2 separate regions of the Hordeum vulgare genome follow, and region 2 is linked to region 1. The links are chromatin contacts, called in public Hi-C maps. All regions are on one chromosome and are shown on one strand. The core of a region is the stretch at or near the end of the contact, and the rest is flanking DNA. Distances in the headings are between cores, read along the strand shown.

Evidence for each region. A called contact is a pair of places that touch in the nucleus more often than the background predicts.
Region 2: a Hi-C map of leaf shows a contact between it and region 1, with 6 times the contacts expected there. The contact joins the promoter of LOC123426859 here to the promoter of LOC123426857 in region 1. A contact is called at or near these places in 4 of 6 Hi-C or Micro-C datasets (leaf and seedling) and 1 of 1 datasets of contacts at active chromatin or transcription factors (embryo).

What each region holds. Positions count from the first base shown.
Region 1 is chr2H:502,194,244-502,198,238 of MorexV3_pseudomolecules_assembly, forward strand. LOC123426857 (probable protein phosphatase 2C 40) reads right to left here and starts at 1,816. Exons shown (of 9, transcript XM_045110756.1): 1 at 1,314-1,816; 2 at 1,056-1,227; 3 at 685-835; 4 at 531-594; 5 at 1-34. The coding sequence starts at 1,541.
Region 2 is chr2H:502,433,578-502,437,572 of MorexV3_pseudomolecules_assembly, forward strand. It overlaps LOC123426859, which reads right to left and starts at 2,227. Exons shown (of 9, transcript XM_045110758.1): 1 at 1,688-2,227; 2 at 1,493-1,601; 3 at 1,017-1,212; 4 at 788-921; 5 at 82-370. The coding sequence starts at 1,802.

The DNA.
Region 1 (3,995 bases), core at 566-3,065:
ATAAACCACCTGGCCAACATCTAAGGGGACCAATCTGGGTGGACAATGAAGGAAAGAAGGGTCAAGCTAAAGGTGTGAATCAGACCTACAAACACAGTTAAGGTTCGGGGAAGCATGTGAAGATATATATACAATATATTAATCATGATAACGTGCAAGTGCAAAGTTTTGAGATGAACCGTCCAACGGTGAACACTCAACAGCATGAGTAGGCACTCGTTAAAATTCCATAGGCACACAAAATATGGAAAGTGTGTTCTAAACCAAAATAGTACTTCTAAGCAATTTGATTCATCAGTCCCCACAGATTCAAATTACGAAGAAACAGTCAAAGAATTAGTAAGGATGAAATTGAAGTAAACAGCAAGCCCTGGTCAACAAATGAAAATTATACGCTCAGCAACACTTCCCTAGCTACAACTTTTTTCAAAGTTGTTCAATATAAAGATTGAACGATAGAAAGTTCCTTGGCTGCCAAGATGCAAAATAGAGGGGAAACTTGAGCAGAAGCAAAAGATGAAGAGCAAAACCTCAGCTCCACCAACAATATTTAGTCTGCCAACTTCACCTCCACATTCTGTTACACGTCCAACTCTACAAATGGAAACCAAAAAGTGATTACCAGCCATGTATATTGATGATGAGAGCAACGGAAATAATGCTTTTGTGATAAAACAGCCTTACTCCTCTCCGCTGGCATCAAAGCGATGGTCAGCCGACATATAGTAAATCGAACCCTCCGCTTCAAGGACACATCGAGAATCGCCGACTGATGCTGCAGTCACAACGGAGCCGTCGATTATGACGAGCGTCACCGTTGTCCCCGAAGAGTGCGCTGAACACAGGATTGGACAAACAAGCCGGCTCAGCACTGGTGCTGTACTGGTGTACCACGAGACCATGCCCATGCACAATACTATGAATTGATGACCCGGCTACGGCCGGGCATAGAGCTGTTTGTACTTCTAGATATGGAAGTAGTAATTGGTAGTAGTACTGGGAATGGAGGGTCTTAATAATTAGGTCCATGTATGGTATGGAGCAGGGAATTTGACCTCTTGTCTGGAAATCCTTGTCGGTCTTGACGAAGCCGGCGACGAGCGCCCTGGGCAGCGCGGCGAGCCACTCGTCCCTGGTGAGGTGTGCGGGGACGCAGCCGAGCACATTGGCGAGGAGCCTCTCCTTGGCGTAGACCGCGGCGGCGGCCCCGTTGTGGCCGTCGAACATCTGCAGCCGGAGCGAACCTTGTCAGAGCAGATCGCTGGCCGGGCGGGATGAATGAAGAGGTAGAATGCAGCGGGGGGATTACGTACGGCGAATGCGGAGAAGGATGCGCCCGGGTGGCGCTCGCAGCTCTGCTTGAGCAGTGCGTAGTCCTCGCCCTTCCTGGCCCGCGCGGCCTGCCCCGCCGCGACCCCGGGCCGCTCGCCCCCCGCCGCGTCGGCCCGCTCCGCCGACGCCTCGCGCAGCAGCAGGTCGCCGAGCGCCATGCTCCCGTGGCGCCGCCTCGGCGTCCTCGCCTCCGCTGCCTCCACCGCCATCGTCGCTCAGATCCCGGCCGCGGATCCGGCGGGCATGGCAGGCAGGCTGGCTGGGCGAGAGCACGCGCGCTGGCAGGCAGGAGGGTTGGCCTGGCGGTGGTGGTGTGGTCGGATGGGAAGCGGCCCCAAACCTTTCCGCTGCCTTTTTTGCCTGGGCGCGCGACGCGAGCTGTTGCTTTGCGGGATCGGCGAGGGGTGGAGGGGCCCGGCACTCACATGGGGGGCGCCGCTCCGGGAGAGAGAGAGGGGGGAAGACGACGCGCAAATCCAGCCCGCTCCCACGCGCGCCGTCCCCGGCCGGACAAATTTATTGCGCGGCACCAATCAAAACGCCCTGCGTTGCGTTTTTAACGGACGCGCCGCGGCACAAAGGCGGGCCCGGTCTGGGTCTGGGTCTGGGTCTCGGCGTGGCAGCGCTGCCAGGTCTCTCTCTCTCTCTCTCGTCTCGCGTTATCACACGACGAGGTCGCGCTCTTTTTTTCTTTGTGTGTGTGTGTGGAGAAAAGGCGTCGTCTACCCCAATCTTACAAGTCCCGTGAGTATTTACAAAACGAGTTTGGATGGTAACGAAGATTCTATTTCGATGCATGGTTGCGTCGACATAGAAGGGGAAGACGACATGGAAAAGTAGCAACAGGTGGCTGGTTTGCTACCCATCTGGTTCCCTTGTCCGTTTGGATCCGCGCAGCCGAAAATCACGGTACGCCGACCTATCTCTGAGGCCAACTCTAACTGTTCGATGATGGTCTTTTCTGTAGCAAGCGTATGACAAGGTAAAATGGTCTTTCCTGCAGCAAGCATTACGTATGAAAGGGTTTGATGATGTGTGGAGAAGACACGTTCAATCTTTCGTACAAAATGGAAGTGTTGGAATTAAGGTCGATGATGATGTTGGACATTACTTCCAAACTCATAAAGGGTTGCGGCAGGGGGATCCAATGTCCACTATCTTTTTAACATAGTTGCACATATGTTGGCAATTATGATTGAGAGAGCAAAGCACGAAGGCTTGGTAGGCGAACTTGTCCCACATCTCATTGAGGATGCTGTATCCATTTTACAGTACGTTGACGACACTATTTTGCTCATGGAACATGATGTTGCAAAAGCCAGGAATATGAAATTGATCATTTGCTTGTTTGAACGGCTTTCTGGGTTGAAGATCAACTTCCACAAGAGCGAACTGTTCTGCTTTGGTAAAGCCAAAGAAGAGCGGGATACGTATCAAAAGTTGTTCGGGTGTGCGTCGGGTAGCTTACCGTTTAGTTATCCAGACATACCAATTCATCATTGGAAGTTAACAATCAAGGATTGGAAGTGTATTAAAGAAAGATTTGAGAAAAAAACTGAGTTGCTGGAAAGGCAAGTTATTGTCTTACGGGGTAGCTAATCCTCATTAATTCGGTCCTCACCAGCATGCCAATGTTCCTTCTCTCCTTTTTTATGATATCTATTGGGTACAAAAAAGATTGGATTTCTACAGATTTCGTTTCTTTTGGCAAAGTGATAAAGTCAAAAAAGAAAATACAGATTGTCTCGGTTGGATATTGTTTGTAGACCGAAAGAACAAGGCGGTCTTGGGATCGAGAATTTGGAGGTCAACAAAATTTGCTTGCATAGCAAATGGTTATACAGACTATCCGTTGAATCTAGGCATGTGGATACAAATTCTAAGGAATAAGTATTTACATGCCAAAACCTTGGCTCAAGCCACTTTAAAGCCTAACGACTCACCCTTCTGGAAGGGTCTGATGAGAACGAAGGCGACGTTCTTTCAAAGAGTTAAATTTATCGTCGGGAATGGAGAGACTACGAGGTTTTGGAAAGATATATGATTGGGGGAGACGCCATTAGCCATGCAATACCCTTCTCTATATAATACAGTACAACATAAGGAAGCATATGTTGCCACTGTTATTCAGTCTGTTCCTCTCAATATTCAATACCGAAGGAGTTTGACAGGGGATCGTTGGATTGCTTGGATTGATCTACTCGGGAGGCTAATGCAAGTCTCACTATCAGACGAGGATGATAAACTTCATTGGAAGTTATCGAAAAGTGGCATCTTCTCGGTCAAAACGATGTACTTAGACCTCATTGATATTGGATTAATTCCTAACTCCATTCATATCTGGAAGATTAAGGTGCCTTTAAGAATCAAAATTTTCATGTGGTTTGTTCACAAGGAAGTGATTCTAACTAAAGATAATTTGACAAAGCGCAATTGGGCGGGTAACAAAAGATGTAGCTTCTGTAATCAGCCCGAGACTATCAAACACCTCTTTCTCGTTTGCCCGATGGAAAAACTGTTGTGGACTTCGATTCGTATAGCCTTTAATATCAAGCCTCCAACTAGTACTCAGTCCTTGTTTGGGTCGTGGCTGGGCGGAGCTGATATCTGTTCGTCGAGACAGATTCGCATAGGAGTTTGTGCATTATTATGGGATATATGGA
Region 2 (3,995 bases), core at 977-3,476, 240 kb after region 1:
TCGCGCGTAATATGGAATCGGACGCGTGGGGGACGGGCAGGAAATGGCACGAGGCACGGTGGCGGTGGCAAAGAAAGAGACCTGGTAGACGATGACCGCTCCGTAGAGACCCACAAAAATGCTGGAGACGACGGCCAGCAGGACGCTCCCAACCACCACCAGGGGCCAGAAAAGGATGGCCAGGCCGGCGATGGGCACGCAGACTGGCTCCAGGAAGGGGCCTTCGCGGCTGATGAGGTCGTGCAGCAGCCTCTGCCAGCCCTTGAAGAGCATGTAGGGGCTCTTGATCAGCGCGATCACCGTGTAGAGCGGTATGTCCACGATCAACCCCAGGAGGCCAACGAGTATGCATGACGGCACGTCCAACAGCCTGCACAAAACAGAACACGTTTTTCAGCGTAATTTTAGGCGTTCGCCATCACTTTTTTTTGTGTTCTTGAGGGAGCATTCACGGTCACTTTCAGTGTCAAGCTTGAAGCAACTGTATATGTATATATATTGTGATGCGCAGTGATCATGAGGGGGAGATCGACCCAGACCAACAGGCTTTACTATGCTTCGTTAGAGCAGTCTAGAACGGTATGCTGGCAGAGAATGCTTTTCTTATGAGAAATGTATTGACAAATAAGCACGTCCTTGTCACACAAGACCACAATACGAAACGAAATATCTTGTCACACAAGATCAGAATATGGGACAAAATCGGCTTCAGACAGGTCATCCAGTGCTACTAATATAACAACAAATGCCATCTTTTTACAGCATATATGTATGTAACAATGAATACCTTATGGAGAGGGGTTCGCGGTCCTGGGCGCACTCGCGGAACTCCTTGAGGTAAACGGGGTAGGAGTGGAAGCACATGTCCGCGAAGTCCCTCACCACCGTGCAGCTGCCCTTGATCGTCCCCCACGTCCCGTCCTGCACCCGGCGAGAAAACCAAAATCAACCGTGGATCTCTCGCACCCATTTCACGGTTAACAGCGGCCGGTCTTCCCTTTGAGGCTTGTACTTACCACAATGCCATGCACGAACTTCTTGGCCTCGGTCTCCTGCCGGAACGCCTCGAAGGTGGAGATCCATGGCGTGAAGAAGCCGTAGCCGAGCGCCACCAGGGCGCTCCCGAAGATGCCCAGGCCGAGCCAGAGCCCGAACAGCACCGGCAGCGCGATGAGCACCGCCAGCTTCAGGCCCGCGTTGATGCGGTCCGTCCTGGGTTCAGAATGCAGAGGAACGCAGCCAACAGCGATCAGTCTAACTATTCTAGTAGTATATCAGTTAGTGGTGGATCATCTGATTCGCCACTAAAATTTGAAGAATCGGCAGCAGAATCGGCTTCTTTAAAAACCATGGACAAGGCAGAATCAGAACTTTGCCCGCTTAACTGAACGTCCAGCACAAGGGATCGGAAGCTCGGAACCAACAAAAATGCTCTGTTTCCAGCACACGAAAGAACACAGATACGAAAAGTTGAGAAGAAGAATGAGCTTACTTGATAAGCGAGTAGATGGTCCACCAGACATGCGCCGGGAAGAGCACGAGGATGACGCCCACGTTCCCCAGTATCATCAGCGCAGCCGCCACCGGGCCGACCAGCATCGCTGCACACCCATTTCCCCAAGAACACAACAGTAAGCCAAAGCCACACCGGCAGAAACTGGGGAGGAAGAGAACAGTAGACACATGCCTTTGATGCCGCCGAGCAAGAAGGCGGCGCAGAAGGAGAAGACCACGTACGCGACGCGCAGCGAGTCTTGCATCGACCCCATGGGCTCAGCCACCCACGCCTTCACCGTGCCCATCGATCGCCCCGCCCCGCCCCCTTCACATCCAGGCGGCCAAGACCGGCGAACCGTGCCGGCAGCCCCCCCCCCCCCCCCCCCCCCCCCCCCGCGAGAATCAAGAACGGCTGCAGCTTTCTGCCGCTTTGGCGGGACGGAGAGCACAAAGGGGGCAGAGGATAGAAAAGAAAAGCTCTGGCCCTCGCTTTCGCGGGGAATCTGCGACCGGCGCTGGCGGAGCAGAAGACTCAGCAGCGGCGGCGGCGGCTTGCGTGAGAAGCCGTATGGTATGGGGGAGAAAAGGAGCTTGTAACGGGTTCTTGATCCGCCGGCCGGGCGGGTCAAAACGGCGGCTGCGCCCGCGTTCCCGCTCGCCCGTGAGCGAGTCGAACGAAATGTTGCGGGGAGAAAGAAGACGCAAGAGAGAGGGGAAATGGGAGAAGTTTCGGGAGGAGTTAACTGCCGGGACGGAAGGAGCTTTGTCCGTTTGTCTGCGTAGTTTCGGCTGGCGCGCGCTGTGACGTACTACTAGTAGTAGTGACTAACGGCGTTAGTGTGAGGCAGGTCAAAGTTGGTGGTCAAGGCGACAGTTTAGTGACCGTGGCCGTGTGGTAAGCGCTGAGGTTTGCTTTGATTGCTGCCACTTTGGGTCATCCATCTTTTTTCGAAAAAAATGACGTCTCATTCTATTGATATATTAACGCCTTGTTTGGATGGCAGGTCAGAATTAGATTCTAACCCTGCGTTAATTCTAAGCTAACTCTAATCAAAAAGATGTTTGGATGGCGGGTTATATTGACAATAAATGCATTTTTTTAATCATTTGACTCATTTAACCAGGGTTTGTTGTGGTGGAGGGAGATGGAAAAGTAATTTTTTCTAGGCTCCATCTAACTTTAACCTAAAGAAGCACGTCTTCATTGTTTTTTTTTATGCGTTAGATGCACTAACCAAAATTCCTCATGTTTGAATGTTTTTGGGTTAGTTGAGTCCAAACTAACCCATGGATCCAAACAGAGCCAGGGTGTGTGCATAGCACGATGCACATAGTCATCACAACCAAAACGAAAATATAGTTTTATAGCAAAAAATAGATAGTCTAATCTAGTACGGAATAAATCATATCCAGAGATTATACCGTCATCAACAAAGAGAGAAACCTCCGTGGATCAAGATCAAGATCATGATCCAGACTAATATGCATTTGAGGCCGCATGCATGCTCAAGATCAAGGCTTCTACGCAGCAACGAGAGGATGTCTTGGCTTGGGCATCCGACCCGGAGGGTATTTTCTTTGTGAGAAGCGCGTATCGCCTCGTCATCGACAACATATCCAGCACTACTATGTGGGCCACTAGCAGGGCACCGGACGACATGTGTGCCTTCCAGAAGGCAATGTGGGGGTGCCCTGCCCTGTCCAAGGTATGCATCTTTGTTTGGCCTCTAATCATAAACTCCGTTGCAACAATGGAGAATAAGGCTAAAAGAAATCTAGAGGTCACTAATATTTGTGTCTTATGTGGCATGAAATCCGTACAGGTGTCCGCTTGCTCGTATGCCGTGGGAAAAGATGGCCGCCTCATTTAGTATGTTGCAACTCGAGAATGTTGGAAACACTGGTGTTGAATGGGCTTTGCTTTTTCCGAACGAGTGCTTGGAAGAGCAGCGGCTACCAATATAATGACCTTCTGGCGTACAATGGCACGTTCGCAATGAGATTATCCATCACAAGCCGACACCAACTACAATTGTTGTCGCTGCAACCCCTACTATACTCCTGGTACTCCTCCAGACTAAGAGAAACCCAAGTTTCTTCTCGTGATGTCGTAATGATGAACCGGGGGAAGCATAACCATAGACACTTCCATTCCCCATGCCTGCATTTTCATAGTCGAATGTTGTTGATGGACAAAACTTACATGATAGAGGGCCGCATAAGGGTGGGGGTTGCGAGGTGTGCTAGTAGTGTTCGTTGCAGCGTGCCCCCTGACAACCGTCGCCTCGATTGGTGCCAATCCAACCTAGTCTAGTGGCGTGCAGAAAGGGTGGGTGACGCGAGCTTCGCCATGACTTTCTCAGAGTGCAAAAATCTCAAACTTGTAGGCACTATGGACATGCAAACGGCACAACTACTGTGCAGTGGTGTTCTATCGGTTTCGTCGCATTCCTTCACGTCGCGACACTACAAACTTCCATGAGGTTCCTCCCTAGCCT